Linked DNA regions of Rattus norvegicus: region 1 is linked to region 2. A link is a contact called in public Hi-C data. All regions are on one chromosome and are shown on one strand. The core of a region is the stretch at or near the end of the contact, and the rest is flanking DNA. Distances in the headings are between cores, read along the strand shown.

Evidence for each region. Hi-C and Micro-C count contacts between places; a contact is called where the count stands out from the background.
Region 1: a Hi-C map of kidney shows a contact between it and region 2, with 4 times the contacts expected there. The contact joins the enhancer-like site here to the promoter of Atp2c1 in region 2. A contact is called at or near these places in 11 of 12 Hi-C or Micro-C datasets (the A7r5 cell line, the Rat2 cell line, Schwann cells and 6 more) and 1 of 1 datasets of contacts at active chromatin or transcription factors (oligodendrocytes).

The regions. Positions count from the first base shown.
Region 1 is chr8:115,119,233-115,124,221 of GRCr8, forward strand. It overlaps a transcript of Rpl29 not described here. Among named protein-coding and RNA genes, the nearest start is that of Pik3r4, 25 kb to the right of the region's middle. Within about 2 kb of position 1,804, at least 43 of the 93 cell types and tissues checked have an H3K27ac peak or open chromatin away from gene starts, as enhancers often do. A contact at or near this core is called in kidney and prefrontal cortex, where this site is marked.
Region 2 is chr8:115,007,379-115,011,848 of GRCr8, forward strand. It overlaps Atp2c1 (ATPase secretory pathway Ca2+ transporting 1), which reads right to left and starts at 2,703. Exons shown (of 28, transcript NM_131907.2): 1 at 2,417-2,703; 2 at 1,946-2,131. The coding sequence starts at 1,951.

The DNA of each region.
Region 1 (4,989 bases), core at 554-3,053, 110 kb after region 2:
TATTTGAATGTTTGTTCCTCACCTGGTGGAACTGTTTGAAAAGGATTAGGAGGTATGGCCTTATTGGAGGAGGTGTGTCACTGGAGTAGGGCACTGGAATCTGAGTTTACAAAAGACTCCTGAGATTTGAGCGCTCTCTCTCTCTCTCTCTCTCTCTCTCTCTCTCTCTCTCTCTCTCCTCTCTCTCTCCCTCTCCCCCTCCCTCCCTCCCTCCCTCCTGATTATGGATGAAAGTGTGAGTTCTCTGCTGTTTCTTCACTTCACCATTATGGACTCTAACCCTCAGAAACTGTAAGTCAAATTAGATGCTTTGTTTTATAAGTTGCCCGGGCTATGCTGTTTTATTAGAGCAGCAGAAAACTAACCAGGACAATCACTATTAAAAACAAAGAGTAGAAAGGATGGAGATCCTACAAATAGAAAAAGGAGAATGCAAGAACACCTTTGCCACCTCACAGTCCTTGGAGATCAAGTGGTCACTGAACATCCGTAGCTGCCCAGGGAATAGGAAGAGAGAAAGAAACACACCACAGACTTCCTGGTGAGATGCACATCATCACCCAGGAAATAGGCTTGCCAAAACTCGAAATTGAAGAGGCCTGAAGATGTAAATACTAATTTACAGAAGTAAAAAGGGTAAATGGAATGTTTTAAAGGGAAATAGAATCAATAGGCATTCCCTGCCCATGAAAAACCACAGGAGAAATTATCTAGAGCATGTGTGAGTCTATAACAAGTAGCTTCAAGAAAGTGAGCATGGCGGGTATATGACTATATGTGCTAGCATACAGGAAGCAAATGCAAGAGGAACAAGAGTTCAAGGCCAGCCTAAGTTGCCTGAGACTTGTAGGCCTGTGTACCAATGAGATTACAGGAGGGTGCCACCAAGACCAATGAGATTACAGGAGGGTGCCACCAAGACCAATGAGATTACAGGAGGTTGCTACCAAGACCAATGAGATTACAGAAGGGTGCCACCAAGACCAATGAGATTATAGGGGGGTACCACCAAGACCAATAAAATTACAAGAGGGTGTCACTAAGGCCAACATACCTTGAACTTTAATGACAATTCATTCATTCATTCAATGATAAATTCGTTCATCCATATTTATTGAAGACCCACATTGCCATGGATATTATGCAGAAGACCATGGAGAAATTAAACAAGTTAAATGATTTTGAGTATCTGTCATTAAGGAGGGCAAAAAAAGCTACATAACCAAATTAACTCAACAAAGTTTTCAAGTACAAGCAGAGAGAAGGGAAGAATGCCTCTACAGAACAGTAGATGATGAGGAAAGGAAATTTTTTTTTGACATTTTATTTATTTTTAAATTTTTCTTTATTTTTATTTTATGTGGATGGGTGTTTTGCCTGCATATATGCTTAAACATCTGTGCTTACTGTGCCAAAAAGGGCAAAAGAAGGTGTTGCATACTCTGAGACTGGAGTTACAGATGGTTGTGAGCCACCATGTGGATGCTGGGAATTGAACTCAGGACCTCTGGAAGAGCAGCCAGTGCTCTTAACTGCTGAGCTATCTCTCTAGTCTTCTAGTTCCTTTAAATTCTTTAAATATTTTATTTTATTTTAAATTGTGTGTGTGTGTGTGTGTGTGTGTCTGTCTGTCTGTCTGTGTTTTTGTGCACATGTATAGGTACATGTAGAGGTCAGAGGACAACTTTAGAATCCACTTTCTCTTCCCACCTTTACAGAAGTCTAACCAGAGGTTGGACCCATTGTCCCTAGGCAATGCAACAAGGGACTTTTCCCACTGCCCTGTCCCTTTAAATTCTAACAGGCAGTAATTGTTAGACCAAGCCAGGAATTTCCTCCTTGTTTATGAGGGACATGGGAACTGGTCAAGCAGAATGAGTGTCTGAAACAATTGCTTTGCTGCCCATGCTCCCCTCCCCCACCAGATAGTAATCAGCGAAGTTTGAGGTCCAACTCAGAGAAACAAGAGGAAGTTGGTTACCCAGGTCTGGCTGTCTCAGTGAAGGAGGCTCTCCGACCGCCCTCGTTGTCCATCTGGGCTAGCGTGAAGTTATTTTAAGGAACACTGCCAAGCTGCACAGATGCTGCCTCATTTGCCAGCTCCTACGTCTGGCTTGTTGGCTGGTTTTGCACCTTATTCTAGGCCATGCAGGCAGTCTTATCTTCAGCATTGTTCGGGCCTATATTTTTTTAATCCTTCTTAAAAGGAGGACCATTCCCACTGAGCCACATTCAAGCAGTAAACATATAAGATCTATCCCATACAATATGGAACTCATACCATAGAAATCATATCTAGTTTGCTTTCCTGTTGCTGCAATAAAGCAATGACCAAATGCATCTCAGGGAAGGAAGGGTTTATTTCAGCTTACAGATTACAGTCCATCACTGGGGGATGTTAGGACAAGAACCCATGTGTGAGCAGAGACAGGAACCAGGGAAGAACACAGCATGCTGAACTGCTCTCTCCTGTTCATGGTCAACCAGCTTTCTCATACAACTTTATAGACATCCATATCAATTAACAATCAAGGTAACTCTTCACAGTCATGGCAATAGGTCAGTTTGATCTGAGCAATCCCACAGTGGAAACTCCCTCTCTCAGGTGACCCTTGGTTGTGTCAAGTTGACAATAAAATTAGCCAGGATGCTTGGGTGGTGGATGTGACATTATGACTGTGTTAGTGTTAGCTTTTGTTTGTTTGTTTCTGTGACAAAACATCTGAGCAAAATAACTTAATGGAGGAAAATGTACTTCCCTTCCTGGTTTTGGAATTTTGAGAAATGTGGTAGAGCAGAACAGCTCATCCTGTGGTGTGGCAGCCAGGAAGCAGAAGCAGAGGGAGGGAGAGAGGGAGGAAGAGGTGGGGAAGGGGAGAGGGAGAATTAGCAGGCTTCCCTTATTTCCTTTTTCATTCCATCTATGCTGAAGCCTAGGGGATGTTGACACCCACAGTCAGGGGTGGCTGTTTCTTCCTTAGTCAATCTTATCAGGAAGCCGCCATGTAGACGCACACAGGTGCACCTGACTGACATCTAGACATTTCTCAATCCAATCAAGTTGACAATGAAGAGGAACTATCACAAAGCCTTAAATAGAGTCCAGAAAGGGTGACCCAGTCTAGATGATTCAACCGCAAGGGTGGACAAAAGACACCAACTCACCGTCCCAGTTACTGGATTAATAGGCCACACTTAAATGATGAAAGCATGCCCAGAACTGCTATTTATCACCAAATGCATGCCAGAGCTCTGGCCCACTTGGCACTCAGCCCGCATCCTCTGCCTTGCTTTCCCGGTCGTGCTTCTAATTTGCATCCCACGCATCAGCAACTCTAGGCGTGATGAGAATTCTGGCTGGATCAAGAATGATTTATCCCTCTCTGCAGGAGTGACCAGCTCACTGGCGAGGCAGCAGCGCTTTTGTATCCTCGCCAAAGTTCACCACCAGGGAGAGATAATTAGAGCCAGGCACGAAGGGCCGAGGTCTTTGAAAGCATCCCACAATGTTACCTCTGCTTCAGGATCTGAAGGGGAATTCAAAGGTCACCCTGTAAAAAGTCAGAGACCATCAAAACCGGCCACACTTAAAGCACTTCTACTCGTAAAACTCCTCGAGAGCTGTCTTATCATAACTCAAGGAGCACCTGCCCATCTCCTTCACATCCTAATAAATTTCTTTCGCCCCTAGACAAAGATATCCTCTGTCATCCTGCCAAGTCCTTACCTACATCCTGGATCTGCATTAGTGAAAGAGCACAGAGGGATATTAATTGCTGGCAACAGAGTTTAGCCTTCTTGGATGTGAGGAAATTAGCTTCTTTATGGGTTAAGTCTTTCCTGGAATCTGCAGTCAGGCATGGTACACAGCTAAGCTGAAACTAAGATTCTAAACCAGGGAGGAAGAATCTCGGAATCTCGGCTTTATCTCATTTTAAAGCCATATGCTCTGTTTTCTGAGAAATTCTGCTCTTGGGAGCCGAAGGCCAGGACGGTGAGGTAACTCGACCTGACAGATGAGGGCAAGAGGTGGAGCTGTCGTGGAGGACAAGAGAGGGGTGTGGTGTGGTACCCAATATGGCTGAATGAGAATTCCAAACAAAGAGGTTTAGAAGTCAATGTCACCTATGGGTGTGTGACACTGTATTATTGAGAGTGAATTTGGAGATAGTGCCACCAGGCCAGCCGATAACATTTCCTTTGCCATCCGTAGGACAGTACACAGGCAAGTCAGAGCCATTTCAAGGGACTGATATTGGATGTATTTGTTTTTACTGTCTGTGTTCATTTAACTCTACATTTTCTGGTATATTCTGTTTGCAAGATGCAAGGCAGAATTCCACAGCAGCCCATCCAGCTGCTCCTGCTTCAGTGAACTAAACACTGAGATGTCCGATCTTGGTTCCACAGAGCTTGGCACTGAGGTATGGGGAAGAGGAGAGGACGTTGGTAGCCAGAGAGAATAGCGGAACTTTCTAGGAGGCATGTATAAAGCGACTGAGAGAAGTGGTGATGGGTGGGCAGACCGGAAGTGGCCTCTGGAGTCTAACAGCAGGAAGAGAGTCTGCCCGGTGGATGCTACCATTTTGGGTTTCTCTGTGTCTGTTAGCCTGTTCTTCAGCCCATGGTTTTTTCACTGCAGGTTCCTCAGTGCAGGTTGGCCCTTAAGTGATATAAAAAGAGATGTTCTTGGTGGAAGAATACAGGGAGTTGTGTCCAAATGCCAAGTTGCCTAGCCCAGCCTTTGCCTGCAGGGAGTACAGTCTCAACAGTTGGAGAACGGAGGAACTCTGAACCACGGATTTGCATGCTCTCTGGTAAATGGACTCCAGGAGCTGGAAATGAGAAGATAGGTGAAGCTTTTCTGAGATCTCGGAGTAACCTTCATTGAAATACAAATACAAAAGGTTTCTAAAGTCAGAGAGCATGTGGTTGGCTCTTCCACAGAAAAAGGTGATTTCCTTTATGATTAGAGAAGAAATAACTGGT
Region 2 (4,470 bases), core at 1,453-3,952:
TATTTTGGCTCTACACTTTCTAACCTGTTAATAATCAGGTCAGAAGAGGGAATAAACTGTAAAATAAAAAGAAATGAAAGAAAGTCAATTGTTTTTGAAGATTCCAGGCTATTTCCAAGCTATTATAAAAAAATATTTAAACAGTTTAAAAAAAACATGCTAATATAGTACAAGATTAACAAATAAAGTCTCTTTGGTTCTTTTTTTTTTTTTTTTTTTTTTTTGGTTCTTTTTTTTCGGAGCTGGGGACTGAACCCAGGGCCTTGCACTTCCTAGGCAAGCGCTCTACCACTGAGCTAAATCCCCAACCCCCAAATAAAGTCTCTTGATGGTCAAAAATAATGGAGCAGAAACCCCTCAAGTTTTTCTGAGGTTTATACTCTTACTGAGGCCACCTCATTCTTGTGTGGCCATAAAATACAGACACACTCCTAACAACCGCCGCCCCTATCTCAGCTGACAAGCGCTAGCTCCATTACTCGCACTCTGATTCCTAAGACACCGAGAAAGGAAACCAACAGCCAAGTATCCACCTACTTCAGGCTACTCTGCTAAATCTGGTAATACTCTGAAAATAGCTCGGATATGTACAGTAACTCTGAGATTTACTTACAGAGATTTCTAAATAGAAACCGCTATATGAATGGGCTTAATATTGTCTTATAAAAAAAATCTGACTTTCTGAAATCTATAAAAGACAAGAGGATAATTTTTCATACCATCAGAAAAAAAACACAACTGCTTTCCTCAAGATCCAATTAGCATAAACTCCTCTGCAGTTACACACTTCAGTGTGTCAGAAAACGCATTCCACCAACTATCCCTCTAGAATGAAACGGGCCAAGTTAACCATGCCTCTCACCATATTTCCTACATATGCCACGGTTCTCCAATCGCACAACAGATTACGACATCCACAAGAAACACCTATTTTAAGATTTAAAGTCCTACTTAGCCAATCAAGCTTACATTCTCAACAATGGGAAAAGCATTCAACTTACACTGCAGCTCCTGTGTACCAGATACAGATTTTAAAAGCAAACAAGGGAAGGGAGGAAGAAATGATTTGTCAAGTACCTTTTCTAGCATCTTGCAGTCCAGTCAAAAAGGGAGGTGGGGAAAAAAGAAAGATAATTATACACAAGCCAGAAAGTCAGCATAAACAATAAACATGGTTAGTTCAAGAGGGAAGAAAAATCATTTACTCAGTTAGTCAATACTTTTTAAAACCTAAGTGCTATAAATGAGAAGCATTATTTGAATGAGGCCAAAGCGATCCAGTAATGTGACAGACAAATGCGTCCAAACACGATGTGTAATAGGGACAAACAGGTTCCACTGTCAACCTCCCAAAGATGTTTTGAAATAGGGCGGGACTTTAAGACAGGAAACTCTCTGAAAATTTCATTAAACTAAAGGGTTAGGGTGTTTTGATTTTGGGTTTGTTTTTTTTTTCCCCCTTAATCTGAGTTCAAAAACGCTTTTTGTCAAAGCTGGAATTTATTTTAGAAATCTTTTTATGATTCAGTCACACGCCCTAACAAAGCTTGCTACGCAAATATACAGAGATCTGACCCACTGCCTTCTCTGCCCCTTTCCACTTCGCACCCACGGATTCCTTTCAAAGAGCTATAAGGATGTGCTCAGATGCTATCTCAAATGAAAACTTCCGTTCCATTCCCTAAGCTAAAGAAAATAACCATTTCCCAGGAAAGCAGAATCAAGCTGTCACCCGCAGAACCTTAATCCCCGCAATGCCCATGTTACCAAAATAAAAGCTACATGCCCTTAGGGAAGCAAATCCTCTGACATTTCACATGCAAAGGGGGAGAAAAATCAATTACATAAAATCAGGAAAATAAAAAGGTGGGAAAGGACAACTTAAAAAGCAAACCACCACACCCTCAACTCTTGTATTACAAGCCCATCTGCCAGGGGCCTTTACCTTCATTTTCCATCGAAACTGCACTCTGGTTGATGGCTACAAAGTCTTTAGTGTCAGCCACGGCCACACTGGGAATAGAGAGGAGAGGAGGAGGACAAGGAAGAGAAGACCCTGGAATCCCAGGCTGTCACCCCCGCTCCCGGCCACGCGTCCCACGGCTGCTCCCACCACCCCTAGCAGCAGCATCTGCAAGAGAAACCAGGAGAAGCGGAGCTGAGAGGGGAGAGGAGCAGGGCGACCCCCGCCCAGCCGCCGCCACCACCCTAGCCCACCCCCTGCGCCGCCTGCAGCGCCAGCGACACACACCAGCCGGGCGGCGCCCTAGAGGCGCCCTACGGGCAAGAGACGTTCCCCGGACGCCCCCTTCCCTCCGGACCTGGAAGTTTCTGGAAATAGGGGCAGGAGTAAATACCCGGAATCCTCCCTGGCACCCCAAGACGTCCTCCCTCCCTCCAAGCTGCGAGGACTCACTCGCGGGGCTGCGGGGGCGCCCCACGCGCCTCGGGCGAACGGGCACTGCTGGCGGCACGGTGGCGCCACACGGAGCCCAGCCGCGTCCGGAGGAGAACGAGCAGGATGGTGGCAGGGAGGGGAGAGGAGGAGCGGCGAGGGGCCCGTCAAGCTTGGCCCGCCGGCTCCGCGCGTCTCCGCGCACGGCCGAGCAGCTCTGCTCCCGCCTCCACCTCCTGCGCTCCGCCCCTCCCTGCCGCCCGCCGCCCGGCGCTCCCTGCACTACACCGCCCGCCGCCCACCGAGCTTTGTCGCTACCACTTCCGCCGGGAGAGGCGCGCGCGCAGGCGCACTCCGGCTCTCTGCGAGGGTGAGCGGAAGTGCAGTGAAGCGAGCCTGCGGGCCCTAATGGACGTTGTCTGGGGATGCAGAGGGTTTGTAGGAGAGCGCGCGGGGCCCAAGGCTAACCCTTGGGCTCTCAGGATAGCGCCTGCCCACTTTCCACACACCCGCCGGCCCAAGGGGCGGAAGCACACCCGTCCCTGTCTCCAGCCACACATTCTCTCCAGGAGGCCGGGGGAACGAGACCGAGACAGGCACAGCCATAGCCGTGTCACAGAGTCGCCTGGGCGCTCTCTGCACAGCTCTGGAAGTCTCTCCCAACTCACAGCCGTCACAATCTCCTCGGACGACGCAGAGAGAAGCTGGTGTTCCTGTCAGCGGCCTCCTCCACGCCGTACCCTCACTTGTAAACACGAGCTCTGGCTGCGTCTCTGGTCTTGCGAGGACTAGTCATCATGGAGCCGGTTTCCAAAATCCTTTCCTGCTCAGGAGTGTGCTCTGAAGCCCCAGGTTTATGAAAGGTTCAGAATGACAGCTCGAGGAAGGACCCCTGACCTTTCTCATTGAGTATATGCAACCAGAATAGCTGGGATAGAATCTAGAAATCAGTCGCCTTCCCATCGAAGCCGAAGAACCAATATTACTTTGGCCGCTATCATTTTCCAAGTCAGCCTTTCACTTAGCACCTCACACAAGCCCCTAGTAAATGATTTTTAATGAATAGTTGCTATTCTTAAAGCGCAGGTAGCCATTGAACCACTCTCACCTATATCCACTAGAGGGCAGGACTGCACCTGTGGCCAGTGCTGGAGCATCCTCCAAAGACCCCTCCCTTGCCATCTGCTCCAAAGAAAAAGCCTCTACAGCTATTTTTCCTCCGTGACCAAATAACCATTAAAAAAAATTGCTCTTCTATATCGGTTCCTATAACATGCTTCCAACACACGTTCAACATAATGGACCAAGTTGTCTGTCTTACTATGCAGGGTGCCTGTTAAGCTCATTTGGAATCAAAACTTCTGGATAGCTTCTGGCTTGACGTACACACTCCTTCTATTTTGAAAAATGAGCTATTGCTAGACATAGTAGTTCATGCCACTCAAAGGAAACAGAAGCGGAGGATGGCCACAATTTCCAGGCCGCGCTAGTGTAGAAATCTATAATTCATCTCCACTTCGGTATGCATGCTTAATGATGTTTATATGCCCCATGGCATAAGCCTGTGGCTTCTATAATAAAATTGCTGTCTGGTGCTCAGTTTTAAAGTTGGTTTGTAACAGTTATTACTTACAGAATATTAATGTTGCAACAAGCATAATTTAAAACACAGTTTATAAGGAAGATTACATTGTATAAACACTTAGAATTCAACAACTTTATGGTTGTGCTGGGGTTTCTTTTTATCAACTTAACACAGCTGGTGTCAGCTGGTAAAATGGAAGCTCAAAATGTCTCCATCACATAGACCTACATTCAGGGAAGTCTGTGGGGAAGTAATTGAGGTATGTGGGAGTACCCAGAAACTATGGGTGGTCTTGGGTTATACACAGTGGGAAGCCAAGGGAACCATGAGAAGCAAGTCAGGAAGCAGTGTTCCTCCTTGGGCTCTGCTTCAGTTTCTGCCTCCAGGTCCCTGCTTTGGATTGCTTCAGTGATAGAAAGTATAAACCAAGTAAACCCTTTCCTGCTGCTTCTGATGGCTTATGACAGCAAAAGAAAAGAAAATTAGGGCC